Regions from separate parts of the Ovis aries genome. Here region 2 is linked to region 1. Evidence: chromatin contacts called from public Hi-C data. All regions are on one chromosome and are shown on one strand. The core of a region is the stretch at or near the end of the contact, and the rest is flanking DNA. Distances in the headings are between cores, read along the strand shown.

Region 1 (6,106 bases), core at 1,748-4,247:
TAAGCACTCAACCAAAGGAGTTCAATACTGTAGTGGCCTCAGGTTACATGAAGGAAAAAGAAGATGTATTTCCCTTTTCTTTTTTTCAGCACGTCTGGGTCACAGAGACCCAGGCACCAGTTCATTACAAACTCACGTTCTATTATATTTGTTGCAAAAAGCCTCAAGTTGCTTGAGAATGTCAAAATCTTAACACACTCTATTGTCTGCGAGCTCTGGTGTGATGTTCACTACTCTTGTATGAATTTTGTGCCTTAGAAATGTCTGTCTTGGATATTCTACCCTCTTGAAGACATGTTTCCTTCAGGTTTTACTTGAAATATTTTTTATTTTTTTTTTGTTCCCTATTGGGTAACTAGGAAAGCTTGACTAATATAATTGTTTAGACTGCCAGGAGTCAACAGTCAGAAATTAGATCAGCTAAACTGACTCTTTCCCTTAATAAATATTTAGTGAAATCCTACTACCATCTGACTCGTGGACGAATGTTAAACAAGGTGGACTCTGCCAATGTTCTAGCCTCTGCCTGAAATGCCAGTCATGGCAACAAAGTGGTGTTTTTCTCCATAACTTTTATGTACGCTAAGAAAAACCTTATTCTGAGTGTTACTGACTTAGGGACACAAGCCTTTGAGAATTTGCAGGTCTACAGGGAGGCTGGGAGTGTAGTTAGTCCCAGGGTTACACCTCAGAGTACCTGCCTTGTGCTCTTGGGGCCTACTGAAGTGTTGTAAGGCCTTCCCATAAACACTGAGCCAATTAATTTAATCAAATTAACTTAATTCAGTTAACATCAGATTCTGTGAGAGAATTTGTTAAATATTCTTGTGGATTAAAAAAGATCTTCTCATTCAAGACATGTTACTGGAAATCAGATATCCATGTGCAAAAAGTAAACAGCATTAGGAAATAAATCTTACTTTATGTGGCACTGCATGTAAAAAAGCAAAACTTTAAAAATGTAGAAGAAAAATATGCAAGTCTCTTTATGTCCAGAAGGGAAAAAACAATTACTTAAACCAACTGTAAAGGAAAAAAAAATGAATGCAGTCAATTTATCAATAAACAAAAATTAGTATATTAAATGGGCTTCCCTTGTGGCTCAGATGGTAAAGAACCCATCTGCCAATGCAGGAGATGGAAGAGATTCGGGTTCAATCCCTGGGTCAGGAAGATCCCCTGGAGAAGGAAATGGCAACCCACTCCAGTATTCTTGCCTGGGAAGTCCCATATGGATAGAGGAGCCTGACAGGCTACAGTCCACAGGGTCACAAAGAGTCGGACACGACCGAGCAACTGAACAACAACAGCAATATATTAAATATTTGATTAAAAGTCCCCAAATAACAAGCCACAAATGGGAAGAATCAATAGATTGACAGTGCATGTAATCTCTAAATAAAACTAGCAGTCAAACTACTTGAAGTTCTCTAACACAGTTCTTAGAAAAAGAACGGGAAAGGGGGGAAAAAGTGAAGAATAAGAAGAGCAATTCACGGAAGAATTTTTATCAGTCAATAAAGTGATGCAGAAGTGTTAAAATAGTGAAAAAAGTGGAAATAAACTGAGTGTTGATTAGCAGAATAGATGAATATAGTTTTGTATTTGTAAACTATATTATTTCCTGAATTTTTGTGTTGCTGAAATTGTTTATTAAAATAGTCTTTCCTGGTCGCCACGAAATTTTTTCATCTTGTTTTATGTCCCTGGATATGTTCTAGTGTTTTTGAGTTTATAGTCTATGGGAACTTGAATAGAATTTGTATCCTACTGTGTTTGAAAATTATATAAATCTCGATTATGTTGAATTGGTTCATAGTGCTTTTCAGGTCTACTATATCCTTCTCCTTTTCTGTATATTCATTCTAATAATTTTTGAGAGTTTGATATAGAAACTTCAACTAAAAATCTTAATTTATCTACTTAAAAAATAATTGTAGTAGAATTGAGTGGAACTATTTGTAACCTTGTTCTGTATTTTCCAAGTCTCCTGTAAATGTGTTATCATACTTTCATAATTTGAAAAATAAATAAAATATAAAGAAGCTAGTCTTTGTCCTTCTTCCAACAACTTATAAACAGAGCCGCTAAAAGGGTCTGGTGCTAGCCACTTAGGTTAAAATGTATGTGCCAATGGAGAGAAGTGGATTTAGTATCTTTGTTTACAATTTCTAGGGAATATGATTTTAAGAACAAAAGAACTGAACTAAACGAACTGAATTTATACAAAAGAAAATGTGTGCTTTTGATCAACAGCCTGATGCCCCTGAAATCTTAGGTATTTTCTGCCCAAGGAGGAGAGATCTAAATGGAAAGTTGCTTTCTAATCATGCATTTGTGTTTGACTGAACTCTAATCTCAGGGAAGAGTGGTGAGTTCATGGAATATTAAGATCTGAAGAAAGGTAATTTCCAGGACAAAAATATGAGCCAGAAGGAAGGGACCAGATGATATTAATGTACCTGTTTGGAAGACAGGCAAGGTGGCCAAGTTTAAGGGCTGTGAGGAAGGTGATTAGGGAAAAAAGTCCAGACCACTGAGTGCCGAAGGGAAAAAAAAAAAAAAATCCGGTCACCATCTTCCAAAAATACGGATCTGATCTTACTCGCCTTCAACAGCTTTGCCCAGTTGCTTATATTTTTGGTTTCATACTCTTTCCAGAGCAAGTTTGGTAAGACTGAAAAGCTATTACTGTGATTCCAAAGCTTTGGCATAGATCATCTGTATGACTCTGCCCCTTGCCTCCTCTCTGGATATTTCTTGTGCTGTTCTAGCAGTCACTGAATATAGTGGGCAAAAAGATGATGTTGCTAATGGCTCTGAGATTCCATCTAAATTTAAAATAGCTCCTTGCAATTAACTCATAGGTAAATCTTTTTAATACCTTAAAATTCATAGAGGAGGTTCCAGTCCTGGATCCTGTGTATGACTCAGTATTGTGCAGAGCCTAAAACCTCAGGGTGGGACCCAGGACATGCCAGACCAGTGACGACAGATGGAATTTCCTCATCTTTTAATTACTGCTTGTGAAGCAGATCAGTGGCCAAGGGGAACTGCATGTGATTTCACAATGCCGTCGTGTCCTCGGGCTACCATCATGGCTGTACAGAATTTCAGGTGGTGGTAGTGATATTGCTGAGATTGCTTTTCAAGATTATTTTATTAAATTTATCTAGTCATTAGATTAAATAACATTGACTTCACGAAATGATTATTTGGTGCCATTTAGCAATAGGCTGTGTTGCACTGAAATGTTTTTATATTACAGGCAAAACAATGTAAAAATGGGACATCTTATCAATCTATGAACTTGTATTGAGTGAGATACAATCTTAACACTTTACAAAATTCAGGAGCAAAATCTATCGAATCTGTTTGAAAACATATATGAATGTTTAAGCAAGATGTGAGTTTATTTCTCCACTATGTAGCTGCAATTTCTTTTTCATTTTCTTTATTTAATTTTTATTAATGAAGAACCCTTCACTTTAAATTTTAACTCCACGTTTTTACATAGTTCCTAAGAGAAAATTAGTAAATAAAAACTGATGAGAGCAATAGGTGTTTTTCTCCCCCAGCAACCTCCGATACATGGAGGATAGTCAGCGTCCCTTATGTCACAAAAACTGAGCTGAGAGCTTCATGCTTTACTGACTTGAGAGATCCTCAGTCTGTCAAGCCCCATAGACTGCTTTGTTTCCTAATTTGCATCATTATGGAAACAGAAGACTGTAGGATGAAAGTTTGGAGGATAGATTCTGGCTGTATAAGGTAGTGAAAGCTGGCTGACTATGGAGAGCAGTATGGAGTTTCTCTGAAAACTAAAAATAGAACTTTCATATGACCTGGTGATTCTACTCCTGCTGTGGCTGCTGCTGCTGCTAAGTCGCTTCAGTCATGTTCAACTCTGTGCGACCCCATAGACGGCAGCCCGCCAGGCTCCCCCATCCCTAGGATTCTCCAGGCAAGATCACTGGAGTGGGTTGCCATTTCCTTCTTTTAGAGACCCCATGGACTGCAGCCTACCAGGCTCCTCCATCCATGGGATTTTCCAGGCAAGAGTGGGGTGCCATTGCCTTTTCCATCCACCCCTGAGTATATATCAAAACGAACAACCAAAACTGCCAACTTGAAAAGATACATGCACCCTAATGTTCATTGCAAAACTATTTACCACAGCAAAGACGTGGAATCAACCAAAGAGCCCATCAACAGAGGAACGGATAAAGAAGGTGTGGTACATACACACAATGGCATATACTACTCAGCCATAAAAGAAGGAAGTAATACCATGTGCATCAGCACGGATGGACCCAGAGATTGTCAGACTATTGCTGGGGTCCTAAAGGACTGGAACCCAGTGGTCCGGAGTTGACCAATGAGAAAGTAAAGGAGAGGGAAAGAGGCTGATATTCCTTGGTTTACGCAGAAAGCCAATAAAGCCCCTGGCATGGGGCTTGCTCTGTTCACAGAGGCCTCAGGCGCCCTCTTGATGGGGTGAAGGCACAGAGCGCCTTCTCGAGAGGGTCTTAGAAGCCCGGGCAGGAAAGTGAACTCAGAGAGGCTCTGCGCTCCAAGGGATCAGCCTGAAAAAGAGAGAGTGGGAGAGAGAGACAAAGAGACAAAGAAAGTAAGACACGGTGACCAAAGCTCTGATGGAGCAGAGGTGTTTAACTCAACGTTGTGCAGGTGTTTATACTGCCTTACAAGATAGCTATTTTCAGCAGAGATATTACCATATGGTTCATAAAAAGGAAGAGGGTACTTATCACATTATCACCAGATAGAAAAACTAATGAAGGAAATGCCTGGATTCCTCAGCCCTCGGGAGAGGCTTGCCTCTCCTCTTAATTCCTTATATTCAGGAATTAATAAGGAACAGAGAATTCTTGACAGATCCAAAACAGCACATAGGAAGCCTCCTGTTAAATGCTTCCTGACACTAAGTCAAGTAAGTCAGATAGAGAAAGACAAATATATGATATCACTTACCTGTGGAATCGAAAAAAAAATGGTTTAAATGAGCTTATATACAAATCAGAAATAAACTCACAGACATGGAAACCAAACTTAGGGTAACCAAAAAGGAAGAGAGAGGAGGGATAAATTAGATGTTTGGAATGGACAGATACATACTACTATGTATAAAAGAGATAACCTGCAAGGACCTACTGCAGAGCACAGGGAACTATATTCAATATCTTGTAGTAAACTAAAATGGAAAAGAATCTGAAAAAGAAATATTTGTATAACTGAATCATTTTGCTGTTCACATGAAATTAACATGAAAATTATACTGCGATTAAAGGAAGAAAAAAACCCCTCTCTGTCTAGAGGAGGCAGGTAAGCAAGGGAATATACAGCAGAGGTGCACATCCCAGTGGCCTGGACGATGTCAGACAGTCAAGATGCTGGGTTTAGGGAACACTAGCGACTTCACTTTCAATTTCACTTTCATGTGTTGGAGAAGGAAATGGCAACCCACTCCAGTGTTCTTGCCTGGAGAATCCCAGGGACGGGGGAGCCTAGTGGGCTGCCGTCTATGGGGTCACACAGAGTCGGACACGACTGAAGCGACTTAGCAGCAGCAGCAGCAGCAATCATGCCCAAGTTTTGCTCAGGTGGAAATACCTTCTTGCTCATAAACAAGCCCCCCCCTTCCTGAGGAAGGAGGAGGTCCTGGGAAATCAGAGAGGGGAAAATAAAATGAAAACGTAAGCTGAAATGGAGCTTTTGGATGGCGTAGTATATTGAGAACATGAGAAAGCAGAAGAGAATGGTGATCCAGGGAGCTGCTTACCCACGAAATGAATATTTATTGAGCAGGTTAATAGTCCCCTGTCTATTGAGGCAGAATCCGGATTAGTCATACACTTCAGGTGACAGCCTTGCCAAAATACCCTCTAGATTAGCCAAGGGGGTGCACAGCCTTGCAAAGCAAATTCAAATATTACAGCGAACATCTTTCCAGAATGCACTGTCTTTCCCCTGACAAACCTTCTGCCTTCTGTTTTCACCTAGAGCATTATGCTTGAGATGGAAAGCGACAGTGTGTGTGCAGCCCTATTACTTTCACGTCAGGGGACTGATTACAGTGACAGACAGG
Region 2 (6,106 bases), core at 1,658-4,157, 580 kb after region 1:
GGTGGCATGTCACCACGTAAATTTGGACAAAGATGTGGATGAACCCTTGGCCATGACAGAGCCTGCCGTTTGGGAGCAAGGCCGTGCCAAAATAGACGGCAAAGGAAAATGAAACCCTGAGTGAACAATACAGGCCCCAAAATAGCAGCAGGGTTGACAACCATAGCAGCAGGAACCGCTGCTCATTGCCTGCCAACAGCTCTGATCCTGGCCTCTTGCCCTGGGAGAGGAGGAGGGGGCCGGGGGACGTGGGGCCCACCAGCAAGCCAGCTGACAGCACTCTGTTCTGAACCTCAAATGTGAAACACTGTTAACAGACCTGGGGTAGAACCATCCTTGTGAGAAGCTTTCCAAGGAGAATGAATACGCTAACTTCCCCAGGGTTGCTGGGAGCTAGAAGGAGACAGCCTCTATCCAGAGGACCAGGAGATGCCCTGAGACAGGTCAGAGCGTCCCCAGGCCATAAGGGAGGGAACTGAGACCAAGGCAAGACTGGCACACAGTCCCACAGCTGGAAGCTCTGTCTAGAAACCACGCATCTATGGTGGGCTGGGAGCCAGGGAAAAAGACATCCCTGACCCTCATCTGTAACTGAAGATGCTGTGCAAATGAAACCATAGTTGTCAAAGAAACATTCTAGCATCTCATGGGGGCACAGGGCACAGCAAACGCACAGAAGAGCCATCACACCACAGATGGGGGACGATGTGGTCAGGAGGAGGCAGGATGCTTCCAGGAGGGAAGAGAAGCCTGAGTAAAGCCAGGGCCTTAGGGGAGAAGGTTCATGGCGGAAATAAGCCAAGGGAGAGGAGGCGGGCTTGCAGGTCTTTACCACATCCTGAGCTGGAAAGTAGAGTGGTGAGAAGCCAGTAAGGAAACCCACAGGGACTGGGGACTGGGAAGCTTGCAGCTAGATCCCCAGGTAAGGGAAAGCCTAGAGGAATGATTCTGAGACCGACAAATGGGGAGTGAGAGACCAGGTGGATTCTGTCCTCCCAGGTAGGAGGATCCACATCCCCATGACACTGCCCACAGGGGACAGGCTGGAGACCATCGATGACCCAACTGTTGCTTTAACATGAGCGGAAGCAGGAAATTACAGCCCCAGTTCTTGCACAACCCACAAGCTCTTGATAAGCAGAAGCAACTGAGGAGCGGACTTTGTATTTCCTAGGTTCTGCCCAGGACCCAGAGATCCAAATTACTTCTAAACTCAAGGGGTGGACCACATCACTCCTGAATAGATGAAAACCCTGAATGAGCCCACTTGAGGCCTTCCACACAGTGTCTGATCAGAACCAGAACCAGGACCCGTGGCCCATAAACACTCTGTGGACCCAACTCCTGAGGGTGACACACTTTCCCATAGTTCACCCTCTCCCCAGGAATACCAGGCTTCCAAGGAAAAAGTATTAAGACATTTTCAGCAGCATCTTAAACAGTGTGCATGTGGCCAAGTCCCACATGGAGCACAGAGGGAATAAGGAGCGTGCACGGACCAGAGATAAGTGGGGTCCATGCAGGAGGCACCAGGCTGGCGGTTACAGCCGAGTCCGACCCAGCTGTGTGCAAGCATTGCTCACACACAAGCCACCCTGGGTTATCAGTGACAGGAAAGCAGGGTCTTGCCCATTTTACTCATTTTTTACAACCGAGAACAAATATTGACTTAGCACTTATAGAATACCTCCCACCAGATTAGAGGTCAGTGTAGAATTCTAGTGAATGAAAATAAGATGTTAATTATTATAGCTTCATGGTGTCTTTAGAAGGAAACTCAGGATGAATTTTTAGCCTACAATCGAGAGAGCCATGTCGTCAGGAACGAATTCTCTTGGAGGGGATTGAAAGAGAAATGGTGAGTCCAGATTATTCCCTCACAGGCAATGGGATTCTTAACTGGGGCACAGCCATGACTGGGGGTTGGTCTGAGGCTCCCTCTGATAAGATGCTAGGTCACCCTCACTCAAGGGGGTGGACACCTATGGCTTGGCCAGGTGATTTCCTGCAGATAAACCCAGCAGGTCCTTGACGTGGGTCTCCGTGTTGAGAATCTGAGCCAAATCACGTCAGCGTCCAAGACAGCCCGGGGCAGGATTTCAGAAGCATGAGGACTAGGGGCCTCTGTTCCCCTCCCATCCTCACCTTTGCCCTCAGAGCCCCAGACAATGTCGTCTACCTGATCTGACTCGGGGCCAGGTCTGGACTCCTCCAGCTGCCGAGTTACAGCAATTTTCACAAGTGGTAGCACCAAGGCATGAGCCATCCTGCCCTGGAGGTAGCATGGTGATGAATTACAGACAAATCACCTTAATGAGCCCCGGGGGTGGGAGTGGGGAATCTCAGGGCGGGGGGAGGGGAGCATGTTCTAAACTCAGCAAGCATCAGACACCCATATGTGAAGAAAGCCAGCTCGATTTCCTGATTCCAGGAAAAGAGCCATTTTTGCTGGAAGGAGACTCTGAATACTGTACACTTCAACACTGCTGTTTTGTAGAAGTGGAAAAGCAAATCCAAGCTCAAATGGCCACTTGGTAGCCAAGCCAGGCAAAAGCTTGGTTCCCTGGTGTCCAGTCCCTCTGCCACGCAGCTGGAGCACAACTCTCAGTCTTCGGAAGCCACTGTGCATTCATGTTAGGGCTTTGGTGACAGGAGTGAATTATGATTTCCCTGGGCAAAACTGCAGCTCCACTTAGGCTGCTGGGCAAACACTGTCCCTTCTGTTAGGGAAGGTTCGGATAAAGATAAATAATAAACAAGGCAACAGCTGCTGCCAAAACCACTCGCCGGAACTTTCTTTCTTGGTAATAGAGCAATGAGTGTGTTTTCCCTAAGAACTTGTTTCTGGCAACGTGTACAAACAAAGCCACACACACGGTGACAAACTGTGCTGCTTACAGTTTTGCTAATGACACTCTTGTTATTGAAACAGGAAGTGACTCAGCCACGACCAATCATATATTTTATTCCGTTGTGTTGGCTCACTTGAAAAAAAAAAAAAAAAAACCTATCGCAAGGCAACAGTGTTTGTTTTCCAAATAATACACTTTCTTTGAGGAAAAAAATGTATCAGAGACCACTTTGAGATTTTAATGAATATTTTCTAGGAAATTAGGGGAGAGTTCCTCAATAGATATATCATCATCAAATTATTGCAAAATAAGCTTCACAAGTATCATACAGAATCAAGTGAGTATTTTTTAATGAAAGGAAATGTATGCTTAATATTTTTAAGGATATGGAATCTGGTATTTGCCATTCAGTTGTAAAACCTTTTACACCTCTGAATAGTAAATGACTGCTACTAACTGCAAACTTAAAAATGGTTATGGACACCCTTGGAGACATTGGAAGGTACTGCATTTTTAGCTTTTACTAACTTCACTATGACCAGGGTTGAACTGAATTTTGCCTTTGTCCAATACAGCTTTGCATCTACACAGGGAAAATGAATAATATAAAAAATATGTTTCAAAGTATAAGACATTTAAACAAATTGCCACATAAATGACTAAATCTGATTGCCTATTAAATACTGAGTGTGTGTGTGTGATAGTTCATGGGGGTGTTCAAGAACCATGCCTTTTCTACTAAAATGTGCTTCAAATGAGGAATAAAGGATTAAACAAATTTTGATCTTTAGTTGCTCACGAAGTCCCCCACCCAGCCCTTAAGTGATTCAAATAGAAAAGCTTCACTGACAATGGAGTTAGACGCCTGACATTTCTTGTCAATCACTGACTTTTATAGTAAGCCACACTTCCACCTGTGCACTATGTATTTTCTATAAACTCCTTCCACTTCGAGGTTTCCCTGGTGGCTCAGACAGTAGAGTATCTGCTGCAGTGCAGGAGACCCACTTTCCATCCCTGGGTCCGGAAGATCCTCTGAAGAAGGGAATGACAACCCACTCCAGGATTCTTGCCTGGAGAATCTCATGGACAGAGGAGCCTGGTGGGTTACAGTCAATGAGGTCACAAAGAGTCGGACTCACACTTTCACTTTCTCCCACCTTGGGATTGTGAGGGGAGACTGGATGGCTCGGCGGGGGACCTTCAGTCCCACTGTGGGCCTCCTACTGCTCAGGAGACAGAGGGTTGGCTGGAGACCTGGCCTGGGTCACAAGCAGACCCAGAACCAGGGCACACAGGCCCTACTCATCCATTCTATCAAGCCTTGCCCTCTCCCCTCATGGGAGAATCAGGACTGCCCTGGTTCAGTTCTCTATAGCATGCTCAAGCGTTCAAAAGACATAGGCCCTCTCTCTCTCATTTTTTTTTTTTCTTTTCCCTCCTTAAATCTCAGAATGAATAGTTTCCATCTGTAATTGTTGGTTTTATATTTTTAAATAGTGAACCAAAAAACTTAATGTCTCATTATCTCTGAAATGATTCGTGCATTCGCTACACACAACTCTGCTGATAATGGCCCAAGACTGTCACTTCGTCTGCTCAAAGAAAGTTCTTTTTTTAATTTTTCTTGACTGGTCTGTGGATTGCCAGATATCTGCTGTTTCCACACTCTGCACAGATCTAATTTAAGTGGTATTTAAAAAAAAAAAAAAAAAGATACCCTAGACATTATCCTGGATTGGCAGTTTCAGAAACACATGCGGTTTCAAGCCATCATTGCAGATCTGAAGCAAATTATTTCTGTAAATGTGTGAAAAATTGACTTTTCTCAAGAATGGCTCGTGAAGTACACAAGCCAAGACCTATTCAGGAAAACCACAGCTCCTGACATTCCCTCTCCATGATTTTCCTGGAGACGAGAAGTCCTGAATAAATTCAGTTTTTCTAAAATGACAGATTTTGTCAATTTGCTTTTTAGAGTCCTGTGTTTTCTTGGGCTCTGTCATGTAATATTTTACCTTAAAGCATTAAGAAAACATCTCTCTGCTCTGACATCTATAAGGGATCCTGGGCTCAGGAGAGCGACATGATTTCTCACCCCAGAAGTTCAAGGCTTTGCGGTTGTACGCTCACTGCACAAAGAAACAGTCACACCGTAAGGTTTTCTCGCTACCATGACAACATGTGATTTCCAAGTATCAATTTTTCTGCCAGGCAGCTCCAGGATTTAACTCCCAAAGAGATGTTGCCTTTCAAAAAGGTAAACTTTTAAAATAGTGCTATAAATAGCTCATCATCCAGAGGGTTTTCTTTCCATAGCAGGGTGTCTGAGGACAGGTAATTCTAGACAAATATTTGCAACCGACTCAGACCCTAAAATTAATTATTGAAACACTCTGAAACCTGGCAGGCTTTTATGAATTAGATTATCACAACAATACTATATTTTGAAAGTAATCTAAAGATATTCAGGTTGTAATTTGCCTTAAGCCAACTGGAACAAGAACATCCCAAGAGAGAACTCTGCTCAGTACAGCCAGGTGACCATCCTGTGTGTGTGTATCTTTATGTAAGCATGCCTGTGAATACACTTGCCTGTAAATGTCTGTGTTTTTGTGTGTGTGAATGTGTGTTTCTGAGTGTGTCTGCAAATGTGAGCATCTCTGAATATCCTAGTGTCAAGGTGTGTCTACTCCCAACCAAGACTTTTGGAGGGAAATAAAAGCCAAGCAAATGAAGAAATGAAGGAAGACTGATTGTGCTGGGACCAGAGTCACAGGGCAGGCTGCACAGAGGTGTCTCCGGCTCTGCCCACTGCACACTGGCCATCAAGGACCAAGAAGACATCCCAACTTGGGGCCACTCTGGAACAGTCCCGCGGTCTGAGGCTGGGAGGAGGGCAGAGAAGGAGGATGGAGTGTGGCCTGATGCCTCTGTCACTGAGCAGAGGGGAGACGGTCACCCTCCACCATCTTGCCCTTCTCCCCATGCCCACCACTGTGCTCACCGGGAGGAAGGGCCTCTGTGGTCGCCGGTTGACATGACTCCTGTCTTCTCTCTGCAGAATCCTCCCAGGAGTCAGGCTGAATTTGTCCCTGGGCCCTAGACAAAATCCTACTTATAATTAGCAGAACTTCTACTATGAGCTAAGCATACATGAGCTTGTTTCATTGCCAACCAGTCCTGGAAAGAAAGCATGTTTTTAACTGAAGCATGTTGTTAACAGCCTTTGTTGTAAGAATTCCAGTTGGGCC

What was found. Hi-C and Micro-C count contacts between places; a contact is called where the count stands out from the background.
Region 2: a Hi-C map of tail adipose tissue shows a contact between it and region 1, with 7 times the contacts expected there. The contact joins two enhancer-like sites. A contact is called at or near these places in 2 of 16 Hi-C or Micro-C datasets (skin fibroblasts and tail adipose tissue).

The regions. Positions count from the first base shown.
Region 1 is chr13:43,587,039-43,593,144 of ARS-UI_Ramb_v3.0, forward strand. All of the region lies in intron 1 of LOC105611101 (a long non-coding RNA gene), which reads left to right. Among named protein-coding and RNA genes, the nearest start is that of AKR1E2, 100 kb to the left of the region's middle. Within about 2 kb of position 2,998, at least 13 of the 54 cell types and tissues checked have an H3K27ac peak or open chromatin away from gene starts, as enhancers often do. A contact at or near this core is called in tail adipose tissue, where this site is marked.
Region 2 is chr13:44,163,259-44,169,364 of ARS-UI_Ramb_v3.0, forward strand. No RefSeq gene overlaps it. Among named protein-coding and RNA genes, the nearest start is that of KLF6, 16 kb to the right of the region's middle. Within about 2 kb of position 2,908, at least 18 of the 54 cell types and tissues checked have an H3K27ac peak or open chromatin away from gene starts, as enhancers often do. A contact at or near this core is called in tail adipose tissue, where this site is marked.